Regions from separate parts of the Mus musculus genome. Here region 1 is linked to region 2. A link is a contact called in public promoter capture Hi-C data. All regions are on one chromosome and are shown on one strand. The core of a region is the stretch at or near the end of the contact, and the rest is flanking DNA. Distances in the headings are between cores, read along the strand shown. Region 1 holds the start of Atp5g1 (ATP synthase, H+ transporting, mitochondrial F0 complex, subunit C1 (subunit 9)). Region 2 holds the start of Msl1 (male specific lethal 1).

Region 1 (3,298 bases), core at 778-3,277, 2.7 Mb before region 2:
GCACCAATGAACTTGGCTGCTGTGTCGATGTCCCGGGAAATGACACTGGTCTGGAATTCCCGTCGGGCCACCTGGAGAGGGGAGCTGCTGCAGGAAGGCTGGAAGGAAGGGAGGGAGGCAGTCAGGGGGAGTGAGGAGCCGCCATGCTCACCCCATCCACCTGAGCTAAGAAGCAGCTGGCACCCAGCCTCAAAGGGCAGAGTGCTCTGTGTGCAGGGACAATGTCAGCACACAGGGCTAGTCACATCTCTGACTGTCATTTGAGACTTGGAATTGCAAGGGTGTCGTAGATCCTTTAATTCTCCTAAAAGCACCTCAGCTGACTGGAGGGATATCCTGAGGGGCCTGACTTCCTTACCTGCTTAGATGGGGCCTCTGGTCTGCTCAGGAGGGAGGCAGACACAGGCCTGATTAGACCCCTGGTACAGGAGCGAATCTGTAAAGTCAGAAAGATATATTGCTCCAAATCAGACAAAAACAAACCAAAACCCCAAACCCAACCTAAGTGACAGGAGTTTGTCACAATCAGTCCAATCAATTTCAAGGTCAATTAACTTATTTTCTCAGGTCCGTCTACATCGGAGACAGCTATGCTGATAGTCTGTGGGAGCCCAGGGTGGCAGCAATCACCATTTGATATAATGCACTAGGCTGGGGAGCACTCACAAGACCCGGGGGTCAATCCTCAGAACCAAACCCAAACCAAACCGGATACCAAAGTCCATTTCCAAGGGCACAGACCTAATCAGTTTCCCAGAATAGAGTAAGACCCAAACATCCAGTCAGTTGTTGAGGTAACAAAAGGCAATCAAGGGGAGAGATTTACTAAGATGCATTCACAGCAACATATATCCTTCAGGCAGCGGGCCAGGAAGCCTGGTTTGACTCCCAGAACAGCCATCTTAGGAAAGCTCCCAGTGACACGGATTGCTTGACACATTATTCAGTACAATGACTCTCAGGCTTGGCAGAACATTGGCATCACCTGGGGCATTCTACCAAAATTGCTTAGGGGTTCCACCTTCATTCTCAGTCTGATGCAATTGGTCTGAGGAGCAGTCTGGGCAGTAGAAGCATTAGGCTTTCCAGATGAACTGAACACGCAGCCGAGGTTGAGAAAAACTGTTTTCCGGCTGTCTGGCTACAGCCAACCCAGGACTGTAATAAAAGGTCAGCTCTAGCTTATCTGAGGACGCTCAGAAAGCCACGACGGCTTGGTTTACAGGCCTGAATAAACATAGGTTACCTGCAACAGCTCCTATACCCTCCGCCAATAGCCATCATCATCATCACGGAACGCCAGCCCCTCTTAGTCCATTCATTAAACATGATTGCTCCCATACCATACCCGGCACTATAGGGAAACCCGGAGCTTCCGCTTACCAGAGCTGGAGAAATGAGCAGTGCCTTGGTGGTCTGCATTTTTCAATCTGCAAGAAGGGGGAGAAAAGAAAAAAAAAAAAAACCGTAATTCCTATGAAAGCCCGGGTGTCTGCTTATACTGGCAACCTCCTGTTGTCCCCATCCACCTCCAATCGTTCCCCCCAACCCTCTTCCTATACCCCAGCTAAGGAGGGCATTAGAGGTCAGAAGGACAGAGCAGATTCCGGGGTCAACCACTCTCTGCGCAGCGGGTCTGCAGAAGGACAGCAACCGAGATCGGAAATAAAAGGAGGTGGCTCAGGCCCCAAGAGGGAAATGTTGCGAAAAGGAATGGTCTCCCGGGAAGACCGGAGGCAGAAACTGGCAGACGTCGTGCAGGATCCTGCCCAAGTTACACTGCTGTCCCCTACTCTCCCCAGCGGCCGTTTATCGCTCATTACCGTTGGTAATTAACATTAATTGATAAGGCTTAAAGACTCTAGTCCTCCTTCCCTATCCCTGGAGGCAAATGGTGCTCCACGTGGCACAACCCACGGCCTTGCGGACCCCTGTCTCCCAGCCCCAAGTCACCTGCACTCCCACTCCCCTGCAGCCCCTGCTCGGCCCACAGCACACTCCCTGCTCAAGGTGACTGACTCACCTCCCAGCTTTAGCCCTTGGTCTGAGCGCTCAGCTCCCCCACCCACGTGTTCGGAGTCCCTTCACTCCCATTGGTCGTTATCTCTCCACGTTCCAATTGGCTGGCGTCATCAACTCCATCCTTCTTATTGGTCTTCTTCAGCTTCTTCCTCTCTCTCCACAGGAGCTTCGTGGCAATTCCCGCCTCCTTGCGGATAAAGGCGGGTTCTTTTTCCGAGTTCGGGGTTACGATTGGTCGAATCCCGAAATGCTTGACCATAGAGTCGACGAGACTCAGAGGTTCTACAACCTTCAACACAAAATGGCGACCAAGGTGCAAGCGGAAGAAAAAAGCGTGGGAGTGACAACCGGCCGCTTGACGCAAGCTGACACGTGATAAGGGCTCCAGGCCTTCATTCGGCCGCTTGGACCTTGGGGCGCATTGCATGTTGGGCCTTGTAGTCCTGTCCAAGGACTCAAGGACCACCGACATCCCGCGAGATGTTGCTTCCTGGCAAGGAGAGCCGACGCCTTTACAGTACCTTCCACCATCGTGATTTGTAAAAACCCCCATTTTCGTCCAAGTATTAAGGCAGGCTGGAAAACTTCTAAGTAGTGAGCGTGCTCTTGTGGGTCTGTCAGTAGTCAGTCAACATGGACTCACAAGTTGAATGGTGGAAAAAAAAAACTCAACAAAATACAATTAAAACCAGGCTTGCTATTTCGTACCCGAAATTTTAGCACTTGGCAGGTGCTTAGGAGACAGGAAAGTCAGGAGTTCAAGGCCAGACTAAGCTTCTTGAGTTTAGGTAAAAAAAACAAGGTAGGGCTAGACAATTGTATTGGGAGTGGGGAGAACTCTAAAACGAAAATAATAATTGGTAGGATGAAGCGTGCAAAGAATTCAGGTGGTGCATGCTTGTAATTTCAGACATCGGAAGGCTAAGGCAGGAAGACGGAGCACTTGCTCCAGGCCAGTCTGGAGTAAGTAGCAAAACCTGGCTTAAAACGACAAAACAATGCCGGCCAGTGGTGGCGCACACCTTTAATCCCAGCACTTGGGAGGCAGATGCAGGCAGATTTCTGAGTTCGAGACCAGCCTGGTCTACAAAGTGAGTTCCAGGACAGCCAGGGCTATATAGAGGAAACCCTGTCTCAAAAAACCAGCAACAACAAAGAAACAAACAAAACCACATGTGTATGCACACAAGCACAAAGGGTAGGGACAGAAAAACAGGACTGCAGTAACCATTCACTAGTGAATTAGAAAACCTTCCTGGAAAGCAGTTTGGCAATA
Region 2 (3,137 bases), core at 450-2,949:
ACATTCTACAAACTTCTTTCTAATCCTGCCCTTCCTTCTACTGCCTTCCTGTGCAGTTCTGAGGCCCACCTGATGGAAAGAGGACGGGGACTCAGGACTTTCATACCCATGAAGTTTTTCAGTGTTTCATGCTTAGAGCCCACAAAGCAGAAGCAGTTTCTAACTAAATTTCGCATTGAACCAGGTGTCCTTGTTTTCTCTGTACAACTTATCGTTTATTTATTTATAGAGACAAGATCTGCTTGCTCGCATTGAGACATTTATTTATTTATTTAGACAAGGTATATGTAGCCCTGTCCTGGAACTTGCTATGTGAACCAAGATGGCCCCGAACTCACACATTCTCCTGTCTTTGCCTCACAAGGGCTGGGGTTAAAGGTGTAGACCACTATACCTATCTCCTATAAAAAAATTTTAGAAGTGCACTTCAGACAGATAAGCAACCAATTAATTTACAACTATGTACATGTTTTTTCCATAGGGAACTATGAGGACTTAGTGGCTAAAGTTGCTTGGAAAATTAAGGCACACAGACACTATGAACCTGGAGAATTGGGAAGTGCTCCAATAGAAGGCCCTAAAGAACACTTAGTCCTAACACCGGCATACATCTCTCCATAGATTTCTTGAATCTTTTTCCAGAAGATGCTAGGAGTAGCTACAGCTTAAGAAGGCTGGAGACATGGCTGCTTGGGAAACAACTGTCGGTAGTTGGCAGTACTTCACCCCAAGGTTGTGCTTACAACTCCCTGGGCAGCAGACATCATGGATTTTGCTGCTTCTGGGAACCAGAGGTCCCTCCATTTCTGTGCTGGATCCCTTAGAGACAAAGAACTTCACTTCTTTCCCCAACCCATGTGGGACCGCCAGGGAGCCTAGAGGGTGGAAGCTTGACTTCTACTCCATGAAACAGCCGCAGGCTCCAAGGGAGCCTGGGTCGGGGCCGGTCCCGAAGGCGCGCGGGGCTCCGGTGTGGGCCAGGCGCGTAGCCAGGTCGCCAGGGAAGGGCTATCCGACGAAGGCCGGCTCAGCAGAGCGGTCGGTAGGCGTCCGCGAGGGGCGGGAGCATCTACCTCCTTCCTTCCTCCCCAACCCCATTCTCTCGCACTTGGTTTTGCCGGGGATCCTCCGCATTCCCCAACCACCAGCGGCCGCCCTCGCCCTTCTTCCCTCCCCAGCCCGCCCCTGCCTCGGCAGCCCACCTTCGCCCGCTCCTGCGTCCTCGCCCTCGTCCCCGACCTCCCCTCGTGGGCCCCCGCGCCTCGGTCCCCTCCCCCTCGCGGCGGCAGCGGTAGCCGCGGCCCCTTTCACAATAGCGCTACCCGCCTCCCTCCTCTCCGCTCCCGGTTCGCTCCCGCCCGCTGCCCTCTCGGCGCATGCGCGCTCCGGTCGGCGGTGGCGGCGGCTGCGGCGGCTCCGTTTTTTTTAAAGGGAAACGCCGAGGAGTCGGGGGTGACTGTGGGGGAGGGGGACCCGGCGGCGCGGAGAACCCCCGGGGGAGGCGGCAGACCCCCCCTCCCGGAGTAGGAGGGCTCTGGGCGGACCCGTCCCTCCCACCCCCTCCCGAGGAGGAGCAAGGGGGGGGAAATGGAGGCTCGGGGCGGCTGAGGCGAGCTCCGGGGCGGGGGGCCGGGGCGGGGAAGGGGGGGTGCGGGGTGGGGAGACGAGGCGGGCCCGGCCGGGCAGGGGGGGCCGAAGCGAGCTCCGGGGATGAGCTCGGGGGCGGCTGGGTGCGAGCTCCTGCCTCTGCGGCGAAGGCGACGGTGGCGGCAGCAGAGGCGGCGGCGAGGCCACCATGGGTCGGCGGCGGGCCTCAGCTGCGGCCTCCACTTCTCCGCTCGCCGGCGGGATGGCGCCCGGGCCTCGGAGAAGCCGCGTTAGCGGAGGCCTGCGGCTGCTCTGCTGAGCCGAGCCCGCCAAACTCCCCTCCCCCTCCTCCGTCCTCGACCCCCCGCACCTCGCCCCTTCCCCACCCCCTCCTCCGTCTCGGTCCCCCGCGCTGCTCCGGACCACTATGACCATGAGATCCGCAGTGTTCAAGGCGGCCGCGGCCCCTGCCGGCGGCAACCCCGAGCAGCGACTGGACTACGAGCGGGCTGCGGCGCTGGGCGGGCCCGAGGACGAGTCCGGGGCGGCCGAAGCCCATTTCCTCCCCCGGCATCGTAAGCTCAAGGAGCCGGGGCCCCCGCTGGCCTCTTCCCAGGGCGGGAGCCCCTCGCCCTCTCCAGCCGGCTGCGGCGGCGGCAAGGGCCGGGGCTTGTTACTCCCAGCCGGGGCGGCCCCCGGGCAGCAGGAAGAGAGCTGGGGCGGTTCGGTGCCCTTGCCCTGTCCGCCCCCAGCTACTAAACAAGCCGGCATCGGCGGGGAGCCAGTCGCAGCCGGCGCTGGCTGCAGCCCCCGGCCCAAGTATCAGGCGGTGCTGCCCATTCAGACGGGCTCTATCGTGGTGGCGGCGGCCAAAGAGCCTACGCCCTGGGCTGGGGACAAGGGTGGGGCGGCTCCCCCAGCTGCCACCGCCTCGGACCCGGCGGGACCCCCACCACTACCTCTGCCCGGGCCACCACCCCTCGCGCCCACCGCCACTGCTGGGACCCTGGCGGCCAGTGAGGGCAGATGGAAGAGTATAAGGAAGAGCCCTCTCGGGGGTGGCGGCGGCTCGGGAGCCTCCAGTCAGGCCGCCTGCCTCAAACAGATCCTTCTGCTGCAATTGGACCTCATCGAACAGCAGCAGCAGCAGTTGCAGGCCAAGGAGAAGGAGATAGAGGAGCTGAAGTCCGAGAGAGATACGGTACGGGAGGGGTTAATCTGCATTAGGGATGGAGAGCGAGCTCTGCGCATGCTCGGGGGAAGGGGGCTGTAGGAGGCAGAGGTCCCCGCTCGGTTAGGGTTAGAGGAAGTTGGCCACCAGCTAAAGAGTGCCTTAGATGTTGGGTCGTTAGGAGCCTGGCATCACTGACACGTTGGGTCGGAAGGAAGGGTTAAAGGGCAACCTGTGTGTGTGTGGTGGGGGGTGTTATGGGAGGCTTCGGTTGCCAAAGGGTTAATTTAAAACGACAGCCCCACACTTGTGGGAAAGACGTTTAGAGTGGGAAAGACCTGATTTACGAGGGGTTAAAAATGATAGGGTGGGGTGCAGA

The links. Promoter capture Hi-C pulls out the DNA fragments that hold promoters and counts their contacts.
Region 1: a contact with region 2 is called in a promoter capture Hi-C map of liver, with 4 times the contacts expected there. The contact joins the promoter of Atp5g1 here to the promoter of Msl1 in region 2.

What each region holds. Positions count from the first base shown.
Region 1 is chr11:96,073,604-96,076,901 of GRCm38.p6, forward strand. It overlaps Atp5g1 (ATP synthase, H+ transporting, mitochondrial F0 complex, subunit C1 (subunit 9)), which reads right to left and starts at 2,028. Exons shown (of 5, transcript NM_001161419.1): 1 at 1,954-2,028; 2 at 1,384-1,430; 3 at 359-436; 4 at 1-98. The coding sequence starts at 1,422.
Region 2 is chr11:98,793,817-98,796,953 of GRCm38.p6, forward strand. It overlaps Msl1 (male specific lethal 1), which reads left to right and starts at 1,700. Exons shown (of 9, transcript NM_028722.3): 1 at 1,700-2,788. The coding sequence starts at 2,015.